Linked DNA regions of Mus musculus: regions 1, 2 and 4 are each linked to region 3. The links are chromatin contacts, called in public Hi-C and HiChIP or PLAC-seq maps. All regions are on one chromosome and are shown on one strand. The core of a region is the stretch at or near the end of the contact, and the rest is flanking DNA. Distances in the headings are between cores, read along the strand shown. Region 1 overlaps Gm12506 (a long non-coding RNA gene). Region 2 overlaps Gm12506 (a long non-coding RNA gene). Region 3 has its middle 94 kb from the start of Gm42291. Region 4 has its middle 130 kb from the start of Gm12511.

What was found. A called contact is a pair of places that touch in the nucleus more often than the background predicts. HiChIP or PLAC-seq counts read pairs in DNA pulled down with a chosen protein or histone mark.
Region 1: a Hi-C map of bone marrow-derived macrophages shows a contact between it and region 3, with 20 read pairs. The contact joins two enhancer-like sites. A contact is called at or near these places in 4 of 484 Hi-C or Micro-C datasets (bone marrow-derived macrophages, embryonic fibroblasts, pancreatic cancer cells and 1 more) and 3 of 115 datasets of contacts at active chromatin or transcription factors (bone marrow-derived macrophages, large pre-B cells and pancreatic cancer cells).
Region 2: an H3K27ac HiChIP or PLAC-seq map of large pre-B cells shows a contact between it and region 3, with 11 times the contacts expected there. The contact joins two enhancer-like sites. A contact is called at or near these places in 1 of 15 datasets of contacts at CTCF or cohesin (large pre-B cells), 2 of 484 Hi-C or Micro-C datasets (bone marrow-derived macrophages and liver) and 2 of 115 datasets of contacts at active chromatin or transcription factors (large pre-B cells and pancreatic cancer cells).
Region 4: a Hi-C map of the N1E-115 cell line shows a contact between it and region 3, with 2.4 times the contacts expected there. The contact joins two enhancer-like sites. A contact is called at or near these places in 1 of 15 datasets of contacts at CTCF or cohesin (large pre-B cells), 3 of 484 Hi-C or Micro-C datasets (the N1E-115 cell line, bone marrow-derived macrophages and epidermal suprabasal cells) and 3 of 115 datasets of contacts at active chromatin or transcription factors (bone marrow-derived macrophages, large pre-B cells and pancreatic cancer cells).

Annotation. Positions count from the first base shown.
Region 1 is chr4:55,621,751-55,625,201 of GRCm38.p6, reverse strand. All of the region lies in intron 4 of Gm12506 (a long non-coding RNA gene), which reads right to left. Among named protein-coding and RNA genes, the nearest start is that of Gm12511, 52 kb to the right of the region's middle. Within about 2 kb of position 1,676, at least 77 of the 459 cell types and tissues checked have an H3K27ac peak or open chromatin away from gene starts, as enhancers often do. A contact at or near this core is called in bone marrow-derived macrophages and uterus, where this site is marked.
Region 2 is chr4:55,584,647-55,587,706 of GRCm38.p6, reverse strand. The region is part of intron 1 of Gm12506 (a long non-coding RNA gene); the gene reads right to left. All of the region lies in intron 2 of Gm12511 (a long non-coding RNA gene), which reads right to left. Among named protein-coding and RNA genes, the nearest start is that of Gm12511, 14 kb to the right of the region's middle. Within about 2 kb of position 1,691, at least 28 of the 459 cell types and tissues checked have an H3K27ac peak or open chromatin away from gene starts, as enhancers often do.
Region 3 is chr4:56,220,865-56,223,834 of GRCm38.p6, reverse strand. No RefSeq gene overlaps it. Among named protein-coding and RNA genes, the nearest start is that of Gm42291, 94 kb to the left of the region's middle. Within about 2 kb of position 1,619, at least 165 of the 459 cell types and tissues checked have an H3K27ac peak or open chromatin away from gene starts, as enhancers often do. A contact at or near this core is called in the N1E-115 cell line, bone marrow-derived macrophages and uterus, where this site is marked.
Region 4 is chr4:55,695,491-55,698,730 of GRCm38.p6, reverse strand. No RefSeq gene overlaps it. Among named protein-coding and RNA genes, the nearest start is that of Gm12511, 130 kb to the right of the region's middle. Within about 2 kb of position 1,805, at least 9 of the 459 cell types and tissues checked have an H3K27ac peak or open chromatin away from gene starts, as enhancers often do. A contact at or near this core is called in the N1E-115 cell line, where this site is marked.

The DNA of each region.
Region 1 (3,451 bases), core at 427-2,926, 600 kb after region 3:
AAGAAGTAATTTATCGGGAGAATGATAGGAAGTCCATGGGTAAAAAACAGAATTTCATTTTCTCACCATACGAAGTAGGTGTGTAGTCTTCCCTTCCCCCAGTTCCTCCGTAAATAAGGGGCTAGTGCTATCTGTGAAATAATTTATGATCCGGTGTGCTCCATTGTAAATGGCTGCTGTGTTTGCCAGCTACACCCCTGAGCACACTGACCTTCGCAGGTGAGCTCTGTGTTTATAGCACAGAAAATTGTTTTACTGCTGAAGCCCAGGCAACTCATATACCGGACACCTGTCAGGAGGGAGAGGGGGATCAATCACTCTGTGCTTTCAGGAAGAGGGATCCGCAGAGGAACAAGGTACCCCTCGTGTGGCCTAGCCAGGTCAAACAAACTACTAAGTACACGGTCAAGTTTGGGCCGCAAGAGACATCCAAGTCCAGGGTGAGCCAACTCAACACTCCAGGCCGGGGACTGAAGGCCAGAAGGCAGTCTGGAGACTCGAGAAGTCTATCAGTTCTGCCAGAAACCAACAAGCTGGAGTCCGAGGCAAGCATGCAAATAATGCCAAGGACTAAGGTGGAATAACCTAGATATGCTGGGAAATATGGCAGGCCAGGAACAAAAGAAAGATGGCGGCAGGAGCCAAAGGTCCAAAGCTGCACATCCACCCTGAGGCAAAATGAGAGGTGTCTGCAGTGTACTCAAGAAACAAAGTATGTACTCAAAAATTGAGTGGAGTGGCAAGGGCAGGGCTGAGGTAAAAAAAAAAAAAAGCATTCGTTGCCTTTGACTGTACAGCTCAGTCTAAGGAGGAAACTGTCATTGTCATCACCATCATCATCATTATCATCATCCCCACCAATACCTCAGTATGTAGATTTCAGAGAGGTTTGGAGATGGAACAAACACCCCTAGTAGGATAATTACGGGGCTGGGGCTGTACCTCAGTGATAGAGATCACATCCATCAGGCTCTAAGTGTAAGCCCTAATACTTCCCTTTAAAAAAAAAAAAACAAGAGGCAGTGTTGAGAGGGAGATGGCTTAACAGGTCAAGCCTGACAGCCTGAGTTTGATCCCCAGAACCCACAGTAAAAGGAAAGTTGGTCTCTGACCTTTACATGAGCACGGGGCATGTGTACATTCACACCCACACGCATGAGTACACACTCAACAACAATAGAAAGCTTTGAAAGATTTAAAGAGAGATTTACTAAGCATCCACGTGGCTTCACGGACTCCCTTTTGCTAGTGAGGCAATCAAGTCTTCACCAGACATTTAACAGGGCCCCTGACTTAAAAACAAAACAAAAACAAACAAACAAACAAACAAAAAAAGCCTCTTGAATTTTGAACCACAAGATGAGGCCTACACCGACCGAGAACAGACAGAGGTATACAAAAGAGCAGAGATAAGGGCTAGATCTATCGCTTAGTGGTAGAGCACATGCCTCTCTTCCATGAGGCCTAAGGTTCAATTCCTTTCACTATTTAAAAAGAGAGAGAGAGAACAATACTATACTTGGAGGAGTCCTTTCCTTCACACAATGATGAAATCAAGGACAGGACACAGTTTCCTCACACGGAGGCCCTGGAAGAAGGCTTCTCTCTCGGCCCTAGGCCTAGTCAAATGAGGAAGAGTCAAATGGGCTGGCCTGCAGTTGCCCAACACCCTGGGCCTCTGGGGAGAAGGAAAGAGGAAGTTAGCCATTGTGTCCAGACCAAGTGAGAAGCTTAGTGCGTTCCATGCCTGGTGTTTTCAATTCTGGGCCTTTGAAGGACATTTTAATTTTTTAATTGAAAAAAAAATTACAGTTGATGATCTGCCAGTTCCTCACACACACAATTATCACTGAAGGCCAGACCCTCACCACCTTGTAAATAAACAATAAACTGAGAAGACCTGAAATCAGTGAGGTAGAGGTTTTTTCACCTGGGTCCCTGCTCCCCTGACTATGCTCACATCAACACTGATGAAGCCTCAGACGAGATCTTCACACCATAACCCAGAGTCTAACCCTGGGGCTAGAACATCCTGACACTTGTGGATATCATATCGACTTGTAGATCTGACTACTAAATAATGATACAGAGCATGAGGTAGCGTTCAGAAGTTTCTAGACCCCTTGCCTAGCACTTGCAAGCCTTGGGTGCTATCCCACTCTGCAGACACATTCATCTCTATAACAATGGAAGAAAGACTAGCAACAGGACATGCGAGAGAGAGAGAGAGAGAGAGAGAGGAGAGTCCAAAGTGGATGTGCCTTGGAATCCTAGCCAGCAGAGAGCTGAGTATTCTACTGGCAACAACAAGGCAAGGTGACATTGGCAAAGACCCTGAAGGTCCCAGAGCCAAGCCACATGCCACTCACTTCCAAGTCTCGCTGTTCTCCCATCCCCCGGGAGGGAAGTGTGCTATAAAAGAACACAGAGCACGGAAAGAGCTCTCCCCTGGCTTGTTCAAGACAGAAAGAAACAAACTGAAGTCAGGTTGATCTCTGGAGACTCCAGGTCTGTGGGCTGAAAACCCCCTGGTCTAAATTTACCCTGATCATTCACTACTGGGGCTGTGACAAGGCAGTTACTTAGTGAACATTTGCCAAATAAAACTCACCTAATAAACAAGGTGCATGTGGCTTTGGATGCAACCCAGGGAGTTATTACAACCCCTAAAGAAGGGAAACACTAACATCCAACCACTCATTCTTTACTCCATACATATTTGATGAGCATCTGTCATGTTGCAAACTATGTGTGACACACTAGGGAGAAAAAGCATGGGACATGCTAGACACGGTCTCCAACCCCCCCACAGGCTTACAAACCAGTAGGAAAGAATGAAGGTAAATTAAGAGACACCTAAGATAAGTATAGATTATAGTAATGCTATGAAGAAATAGGCAGGGGGTGGAGTAGAAGTTATTGGTGAGGGCCATTCGGCTGGACAGCCAGGGGAGCTTCCGAAAGGGGGTCTTTCAGGAGCTGAAGGGTGGGAAGAGGAAGTGCCATCCAGGCCAAAAAAAGGAACATGTGGCTAGACTAGGAAGGATTCAGGACAGAAAAGAAAGATGCGAGAGGGAAGACACAGTAGATATGGAGGTTAACTGTCTAAAGGTGCACATCGCTTTATGTTCTGCCAGTACAGCATTCTCCCTCCTTCTTTAGCAGCAGAATAACCTTTTTTTTAGACATGAGGCTTGATTAGTATTGATTCCTCTTCCCAGGACAGAGATGGGACACTAATCTATGCTTAGTTAATCAATCCCCACCTGCTCCCACCCACCCCCACGATCCCAACCATTCATGATAGCAAGTCCTCTTGTGCCTGGGCTGTCCACACACTTGATCAGGTCAACAAACAAGATCTCGCCTGCAACTGTTAATGGAGGTGTAGACTACAAGGAGGAGCCGTGCACAAGAACAGAGCCAGCTGATGGCCAAGCAGAGTTGAGGT
Region 2 (3,060 bases), core at 442-2,941, 640 kb after region 3:
GAGATTCCCAGAAGTGAAATCACTAACCCAAAGGAAATGTATACTTTTCAGGCCTGGGAATACATACTGCCAAATTCCTTTCCCCCAGAGGGCTGTGCCATTTCACACTCCCATCAGCTCTGCTGCTCATCCCGTGTTTAATGGCATCGCTGGCTGAACTAGCCAATAGCAAGGTCTGAGCAAACTAGGACACATCCAGTCAGTAAATCATGCAACCCGTGGACTTGATCGCTGGACTATGGAACTGCAGAGAAAGACAAGAAGCATGAAGCAGAGAACGAAGGCAATAGGCAACTGCATGGAAAATACATAGATAAGACTATCTAGGGATGAAGTCTGATATGAAACAGTAAGTGTGGTGCACCAGGGTTGTAGCTCAATTGGGAGAAAGCTTGCCTACAATGCACAAAGCTCTGGGTTCCATTCCAGATTGGAATGGTGGTTCATCCCTCAAGTCCCAGCCCTTGATAGAAGGAGAAAGGACCATCTGAGGTACAAGGTCTTCCTTGGCTACATAGCATATTTGAGGCCATCCTGTGTATATTTACATTACATATTTGAGACCTTGACTCAATTTTTTAAATTAAAAACAGGAAATTATGCCAAGTCCCTACTGGTTTTGACTGTATTCACTCTGGGCTAACTACTTTACATGGCTATAACAAAAACTAGCTAGTTATTTTTGTCTGATTTGTTGTTGGTTTTGTTTTACAGTGTGTAGACCAGGCTGGCCTCAGATTGCACAAGTATTTGAGGATGACCTTGAACTTTGGATTCTCCTGCCTCCATCTCCTGTGTTCTGGGGTTATAGGTGTCACTACCACACCATCTTAGTGTGGTAATAGGATGGGAACTCAGCATCTAATACCTGCTAGGGGAGCACTCTGCCAAGAGAATTCCATTAGAAGCCCCTGAACTATCTCATACCATAGCACTATTTAAAGTTTCCAAAATATCACATACAAAAGAAAACTATTCAGGCTAAAAATTTGCATAGTTCAGGGTTTCTTAAAAGCTGCTGCTGCAAGATTCCGGTACTTGTAAGGCCAGCCCTAGCATTTTCGTGGCTGGAGGATCATGGTGGTCTTTTCTGAATTCCCAGAAATAATTAAGTCAATGAATGGAATTTTCTCAAATGTAAATTCTCCCATGATCCCCCCCTCACCCCACCCCCAACCTCTGGCAACTGCCACCACACTTCTGCTCACAGATGACAAGAATGAAGACTTCACCAACAGTCACAGAAACCGCTGGGGCAGCTGGTCACAGCCTAGGAGACTGTGTTTGTGGTTTTCAGCCTTTACCACAGCATGGAAGGCAGTCATATTTTCTGCTCTCAGAATCACTTCACGTCCTGTGATGGAGCAAACAACAGTCACTCCTGACCATTTCCCATGGGCATCAAGATGGCAGTTGCTGAAGGCTGCCCTCTGTAGAGATGGGAGCTAAGCTGAGCCCTCCCGCACCTTCCTTGGGTTTTCTTATGGATGAGAAAAACCCAAAGGGTGACATGTGTAGGGGCTGACAGGAGAAGCTACAGTCTTCTTAGATAGCTGACACTTAGTCTGTGCCTTGTCTGATGCTTTTCCTGACAACAGCCACACAACTCCCAACCCCAATCATCCCTGCCCCCATACTGGCTTGAAGAAGAACTACTTAAAACTTTCCTGGACTCGGGAGATGACTCAGTCGTCACCTTTGCAAGTGTGGGGATCTGATTCAATCCTCAGAGCTCACAGAAAACTACTCGGTATGGTGGTACTTGTAATCCAGGTGATGGGGAGGTAGATACAGGAGGGTTCCCAGGGCTAGCTGGCTAGTCAGTCCAGCCTAATTGGTCAAGGAGGGGCAGCACGTCAAAAAGAAAGAGAGTGGATAGTACCTGAAGATGAGACTCAAGGTTAGCCTCATGCCTCTGCACACATGCACATTTGTACATACTTATATGCATAGTGCATTTTTAAGTTTTTCATTAAAATAAAAGTATTTTTCTACTCCAAGGATAATCCAGGTACCCATAGACTCAGCAAGTCTCCCGCCACATCACCAGTATGTTTGTTAGAAATTCAGGTTGCCAACACATCCTACCCACAAGGGATTAGAATCTGTCCTTTTATAAGCTGACCCAGTGACCTGCAGTACCCATGCTTTGAGAAGCTCTAGGCAGAGCTGGTAACGTCTTCTGTAGCTTCCCTATTTGTAGAGAGCAAACCCAACACAGTCATCTGGTCCCAGCCTTCCTACCTAGTCTCTTCTGAATGAATTCTCACATTTTCCATTCTCTGAAGGCCACAAAGCTATGATGGCTTGTATATGCGGGCCAGGGAGTGGCACTATTAGAAAGTGTGACCCTGTCGGAGTAGGTGTATTACTGTGGGTGTGGCCTTTAAGACCCTCATCCTAGCTGCCTGGAAGCCAGTATTCTGCTAGCAGCCTTCAGATGAAGATGTAGAACTCTCAGCAATTCCTGCATCATGCCTGCCTAGATGCTGCCATGTTCCTGTCTTGATGATAATAGACTGAACCTCTGAACCTGTAAGCCAGCCCCAATTAAATGTTGTCTTATAGGATTTGCCTTGGTCATGGTGTCTGTTCACAGCAGTCAAACCCTAACTAAGAGAAAAGCCTAGCTGTTTCTGTGCTCTACTCCCTATCTGATACCTTTCCATAAAGAGTGACATTATACAAGTCAGGTCACATCTTCCTCCAGGAAGCCCTCTAGGATTCTTCTTAAGACACTTTCCACTTCTCTGTTCCACTAATTTGCAGGGTGTGTGTGTGTGTGTGTGTGTGTGTGTGTGTGTGTGTGTGTGTGTGTGTGTGTAAGTGTCTGTGGCTGTATGAGTCTGTATCTATGTATCTGTGTATTTATGTTCCTGTATTTATCTGTGTGTGTCTGTGTGAATCTCTATGTGTGTGTCTGTATCTGTGTATTTCTGTGTGTATCTGTGTGTATATCTGTGTGTGCGTGCGTGTGTGTGTGTGTGTGTGTGTGTGTGTGTGTGTGTGTGTGTACATGTATGTACCCTTCTAGGCACCAACAGCCTCATGTGTACTCTG
Region 3 (2,970 bases), core at 370-2,869:
ATGTATTTGCAGAGTTCCTGGAAATATGAACTCTGCCTCCACAAGCCTTCTCTGTCAGTCTCTGGCACACCTCTGAAGCTCTTTGAAGAGAGAGAGAGGACTAGAGTTGGGAGAGGTGGTTAATTCTGCTAAAAATACCAGACTCTCGGGAGCGGGGGAGATACAGTGTTTATAAAGCAAAACATGAGGTCCTGCGTTTGATCCCCAGACCCCACATGGCCATGGTTGTTTCTTTGTAACCCCAGCAAAGGGGAAGCAGCAGTGATAGATTCCTGGGACTTGCTGGTCAGCCAGTTTACCTATCTGGTAAATTCCAGGTTATTGAGCTATCCTGTCTGAAAATACTGGTGGACAGCATTCTTGACAGACAGCACCAATGTGGTTCATGTCATGTTGATTGTGTTGTTGTTCTGTTTTAGATAAAGCTTGTCCAGATTGAATATTCCCAATCTGTTAATGTTTAGCTTACAATACAGGACTCAACAGAAGTGTTCTTCCAGGTGGGGACCAATGTGTGTCTATGTGTGGGCGTGCATGCTCCACGTGGAACATGGAGAAACAACAAGATTCATGTAGAGCACTGGAAGAAGCCAGGCCAATTTAAACACAGGTCATCCTGGTCTTTGCTACAAATCTTGATGGGACTCTGAAGTCCTTTTCCAGATCCTTAGAATCTTTTTTTTCTCTGTTTTTATTAGGTATTTTCCTTGTTTACATTTCCAATGCTATCCCAAAAGTCCCCCATACCAACCCCCCCCCAATTTTGGCCCTGGCGTTCCCCTGTACTGGGGCATATAAAGTTTGCAAGTCCAAAGGGCCTCTCTTTCCAGTGATGGCTGACTAGGCCATCTTTTGATACATATGCAGCTAGAGACAAAAGCTCCGGGGTACTGGTTAGTTCATAATGTTGTTCCACCTATAGGGTTGCAGTTCCCTTTAGCTCCTTGGGTACTTTCTCTAGCTCCTCCATTGGGGGCCGTGTGACCCATCCAATAGCTGACCGTGAGCATCCACTTCTGAACTTAGAATCTTAATAAACAGGCTTGGAGAAGTGTTGAGAACAGGGAACCTGATGTGAGCTTAGCATTAGCATGTTCTGATAAAGCTACTGGAACAAAGTCAGGGCTGCTGGATGCCTTAGGGACTAGAGTCTATGACGACATGGGGCAACCACTAGGTGGGGCTGTGGCCGAGGGGACTCCAGGGTTTCTTTTATGTGGGTTCCAGTTTCTATTTCCTTATTCTCACTCTCTCCTTTTCTGTTCTTCTCTCTCCCTTGCTGCTTATCCTGTAGCTGTCTTAGCTGAAGAAGCCTGGGTTAGCCACCTCCTTGTGCACTGATCTCTACAGCTTGCTATAGCAGGGACCTGGGGCCTCAGCCTTCTCCTGTAGGCTGGGACACTGGGTGGAATGCTCAACTCTACTCTCCCCTGCAGTTTGTTTTGTTTTGTTGTTTTGTTTCGATTCGTTTCTTTTCTCTTCCAACATTCTCAGCTCCAGTCTTCAATCTGAAGATGGATAAATAAACAAATCGAAACTGAAATTGAACATTGGCCCCAAAGTGAGGACATCTGGGAGGCTTTTAGGGAAATGTACGTGCTTGCTGGGTTTCCGGTTACATATTTTATGTTGCCTGGTAACAGAGCTCACAGTTCACTTTCTGGCTTTCTTCTCCCCCATCCCCTGTTTATAGTGTAATTACTGCCGTGACTTCATAATCCCCCAGTGAACAGCTGTCAGGGGGGCCCAACTGCTGAATAAACAGGGCTATACAAGCTCTCCTCCACTGGCTGGTTTACTAAATAGATCAATATTTGGTTTGTAGGCAAAGAGATTAGGAGGTGGAAGTGTCTTTTGAAAAAGTCTGCTGGCTTCCCAGGGCCTCCCAGCACACCTGAGAATGTGGGAAAGAAAAACCAAGTTCATGGAGGGAAAAAAAAAAGGCCCATCCAAGCCTTTCACCTGCTGGAGACTTCCCAAGGAGCACTGTGTCTTTAGGAGGGCATCCTCTTCAGGAGGCATCTTAGGCTCTTAATTCTAAGTCCTAGAGAATTCTATTTTCTTCTTCCTCTACCTCCCTACCTCTCTTTCTGTCCTGGCCCGATCACATCCTCTTTAATCTTTCTAAATGGATATTATAGCCTCAGGGACTCCAAGAAGATTCAAGGATAAACAGGAGCTAAGCCCCTGAAATGCCAGGCTCCCTCCAATGCCATCTTCTCCGCACAAAAGCCCTGGTTAGAAATGCCATCAAGAGAGCAGCCTCTGAGGGTTCTTTGTCAAACTCAAGGTTTGTGTGACCCTCTGGGAAAGGGTTCTCTTGACCTTGATTTTTTTTTATGTGTAAGGAAAGGGCTGAAGGGCAGGGGGGCCCTGCCTGAAGTTTCTGGAGCCTTACAATCTAAACCTCTAGGCTGGCTGGCTCTAGGACCTGGGGCAAGTCCTTTGTGGATTTGTGCTCACACAGTCTGGGTCTAAAGGCTTCTTCCAGGTAGGAGTGAAGCAATGTCTAACTGAACAGAAGAGAGTTTACTGCAAAGGCCCAAAAGAGACTGGGAACTCCACAGAGTTGTCCTACCTTCCATGTGGAAAGGGGAGAGTTAACCTATTACTGTGATCATCAAAGGAGACAAAGGATGAATGGAATTTGCCTAGATTATGGTCTCTTTAAAACTAGCATTGTTTAATTTCTCCTGAAGCTAAAACCACAGTGAAGAAAGGCTTGGTTAAAAAATGGGACAGAAAGAGGAGATGCAGAGCTCCTTTTCTGTGTACAACTCCAGTAGATCCAACTTCACAAAGACAAAGGCACTGCACTAATTCAACTTGAGACTTAGCTATTCAGTGTCCTGGTGTTTCATCGTATTGTCTAGATACATTATGTCCCTATGTTGCAAATAATTGATGTTCAGAGGTCATCAAGACTGTTGTTGAGGGTCGGGCCATCTTTCAGATAAATATGTGCCCCCC
Region 4 (3,240 bases), core at 556-3,055, 530 kb after region 3:
TTTCAAATTGGAAATGCTCAGAAGGACTAAAAAGAGCACTGTAGAGACAAGTTGGTACAGCGTCTGTGAGGCTTGTTAACCTTATACAGGTGTCCATTTCCCAATTTTGAGGATTCCACTGTGGTTATATAGAATGTCTTTGTGTATAGGAAATATACACATACATTTATTTCTGAACAGTTCAGAGGGAAACAAAACAAAGTCCTTTGCATGAAATTTGCAGCTCTCCTGCAAGCTTTCTTGATATTCTAGATTTTAAAATATCATTAATATCACTGTAGATTCATATGCAGTTTTATTAAAGGTGTATTTATTTATTTTTATGTGTGTGAATGCTTTGCCTGCATGTATGTATGTGACCACCCATATGCCTGATACCCAAAGAGGCCAAAAGAGGGCTTCATATCCCCTGGACTTACAGATGTGGATGCTGAGAACTAAACCTAGGTCCTCTGGCAAAACAACAAGTTCTCTTAATCATCTTTCCAATCCTCTAAATAATTGTTTGAGACGAGGTGTTTCCCAGGCTTGCATGACACTTACTATGTAGACCTGGTTTTGAACTTGAAAGCCTGCTATCTCAGCCTCCCAAGTACTGACAATAGATGTGAGCTACCACGCTTGATTTAAATTTTCTTTTTAAGGATGGTAAGCACCCAAGTATACCCAGGGAATCCACGTATCTAAAATCAATACTTAAAACCTCACCTATCTCTCAAAGCTTCCAGACAAACTCCACTTAAGCTATAAACACCTCAGGGTCTTTCCTTATTGCATATTCTATCTTGAAAATTTCTGAGTGGCCCCAAATGAACGCCAACTTGTCTATCACAGGGCCTGGGGGAGGAGGGGAAAGATGCTCCCACGAACACTCAGATCTGAATGTCAGTTTTGCTACCTCTTAAGTACACTACCCTGAGCAATTGCTTAATCTTCCCCTGCTTTAGCTTCCTCAACTGTGAAATGGAGATAATATTTACTTCACAGTACTGCTGAGGGAATTCCATACAATCATGGGTGTGAACCTGCCCACCTGATGACTGGCACAGGCAGACAGGCTTTCTACTTGGTTTTCAATTGCTCAACAATTTAGTCTTATATAACCCTACAAGTTCCCTTGACCCTGACAGAACTTATCCTGCTTATAGGTGGACACATTTGCAATTTCCTCATTTGTTTTCCTTTGTACCCTTCATGTTTGGCAAGCAGATATCGAGAGCCCATCACACGGGAAACTACTGTGCAAATGAGAAGAAATCGACTCCGAGTTACTTCTTTTATCTTTCGAAGAGGAGGATGCGTTACAAATTTAAGTCAGTTTAGTAATCCAACCGAGGGTGTGTTTGCCTCTCGATCCCTGTCTCCTGCTGTCCCTATTGAATCCGCCCACTCCTCCATCACATACATATTTATTTTCCAACGAGTTCTGAAAGATTTCCAAGGTAGAGCAAGAAACAGGGAATGCAGCTGACGTCTGCCTCCCCTGGGGATTATGTCACTCCTTGATTTAATTTGTCTTGACATTTTCTCCATTGTACTTTCTGCTCCTCATCAGAATGCACCCCTCTTGGAAAACAAACGTACTTATAGACTACTCGGGGCAATCTTGAAGATGGTTGTATATGTTCATGTGTAAAGTTCAACACACGCACCCAAGGCCCTGTCCCCTAAGGGACATGCCACGTGAGCATGAAGTCTTGTCTTACCTCCAATATTCTCTGCAAGGAACCTTTGCAAACCCCACTCAGGCAAGGTAGAGAAGAATTTATTTTCCATTTTTAAGCCATGGGCAATTTTGTTTGCTTAAGCTTAATTGTTCCCGGATACTGGGAGGGTGCAGAAGGTAACTCTATGTTTGATTTTAGTGACATTTTGGCATTGATTTGACATCCTAGCTTTAAAAAAAAGTTAATAAAACACATATATGCAAAATAGGCAGTTTGGACCACTTTTTGTCATCTTTGTTTTACTGAAAAGATAAAAGGTTCTGTCATGGAGATGAAATGCAGATAAAACCCAGCTGTGTTTCCATGGCCTTTCCTAAGGGGACTGGACATCACAAGGAAGCAGGCTGGAGTGGAATGGACTCTCATTTGAGAAACAGCAGCTATGCCCTCAGCTTGGCAGCCAGCCCAGGGGAGATTCATCCTCTCGCTGCTCTTCCCTCTCCCTCTGGCTCCTCAGGCCTCATTCTGAAGACTACCTTGTTTCTCCACTGTTTGTAGGAAAGGCTTCTGGCAAAGTGGAATGATTCTAGGGTACATCCCCCCACTCCCCAACTCAGGACAGTTTGAAACAGCAGAAGAATGGGAGCTTCAGAAATTCAGTGACACCCACTGTGAGGTAACTCTTGAAAGAATCAAATCAGATTCCCTTGAAGTGAGAAAGTCATCCCTTCCCTCACTCAGCCTGCTTCCTTAGATGTTTAGTCAAACCTGTATACCCCAGGGGCCCATGTGCCTTCCCTCAGCCCTCATCACAAACCTTCTTCTCCATGAGGTCCCATTAGTTCTGCTCGCTCTGAAGTTTCTTTTCCAGGATCTGATTTCTCATCCCTCCTTTAAATGTTGGTGCATCCCTGGAATCCATTCCTGGACACTTCTACATTCCTGTATCTTATCTCCACCAACCACACCACATACACACACAAACTGGTGACTCTGGCAAGGAATTTTTTAAAAAGTGGGGGGGGGGGGGACAAACTCTGAACCCTGTGAGAGTCTCTGGGGTAGGCTGAGGGTATGGTCCAGTTGGGAGAGTGCTTGTCTAGCATCCCTGAAGCCTTAGGATTTAATCCCCAGCACTGCATAAACCAAGCATGTAATCTCAGCACTGAAGAGGTAGGGGCAAGAGAATCAGGAGTTCAAAGCCAGCCACTACTACATAGTGAGTTTGAGACTAGCCTGGGCTACATGAAGAAAGGAAGAATCTGAAGGCAGGGAGGGAGGGAGGGAGGGAGGGAGGGAGGGAGGGAGGGAGGGGGGAAGGAAGGAAGGAAGGAAGGGGAAGATAAAGAATAAAGAAGAGGAGGAAGGGTGGGAGAGAAGAGAGAGGAAAGGAGAGGAAGAAAAGGAAAAAAGAATCAATATACTTTGAAGAAGCAAGTTTAATTTTATAGTTTAGTATCTAATAAAAGAAAGAAATGACTGTTGTTTATAATACAAATCACTGACATTGAAGCTTGACAGTCTCCTTGTTGATAGAGACACAGAAAAATTCCCCTGGGCTGTGGCCATGTTC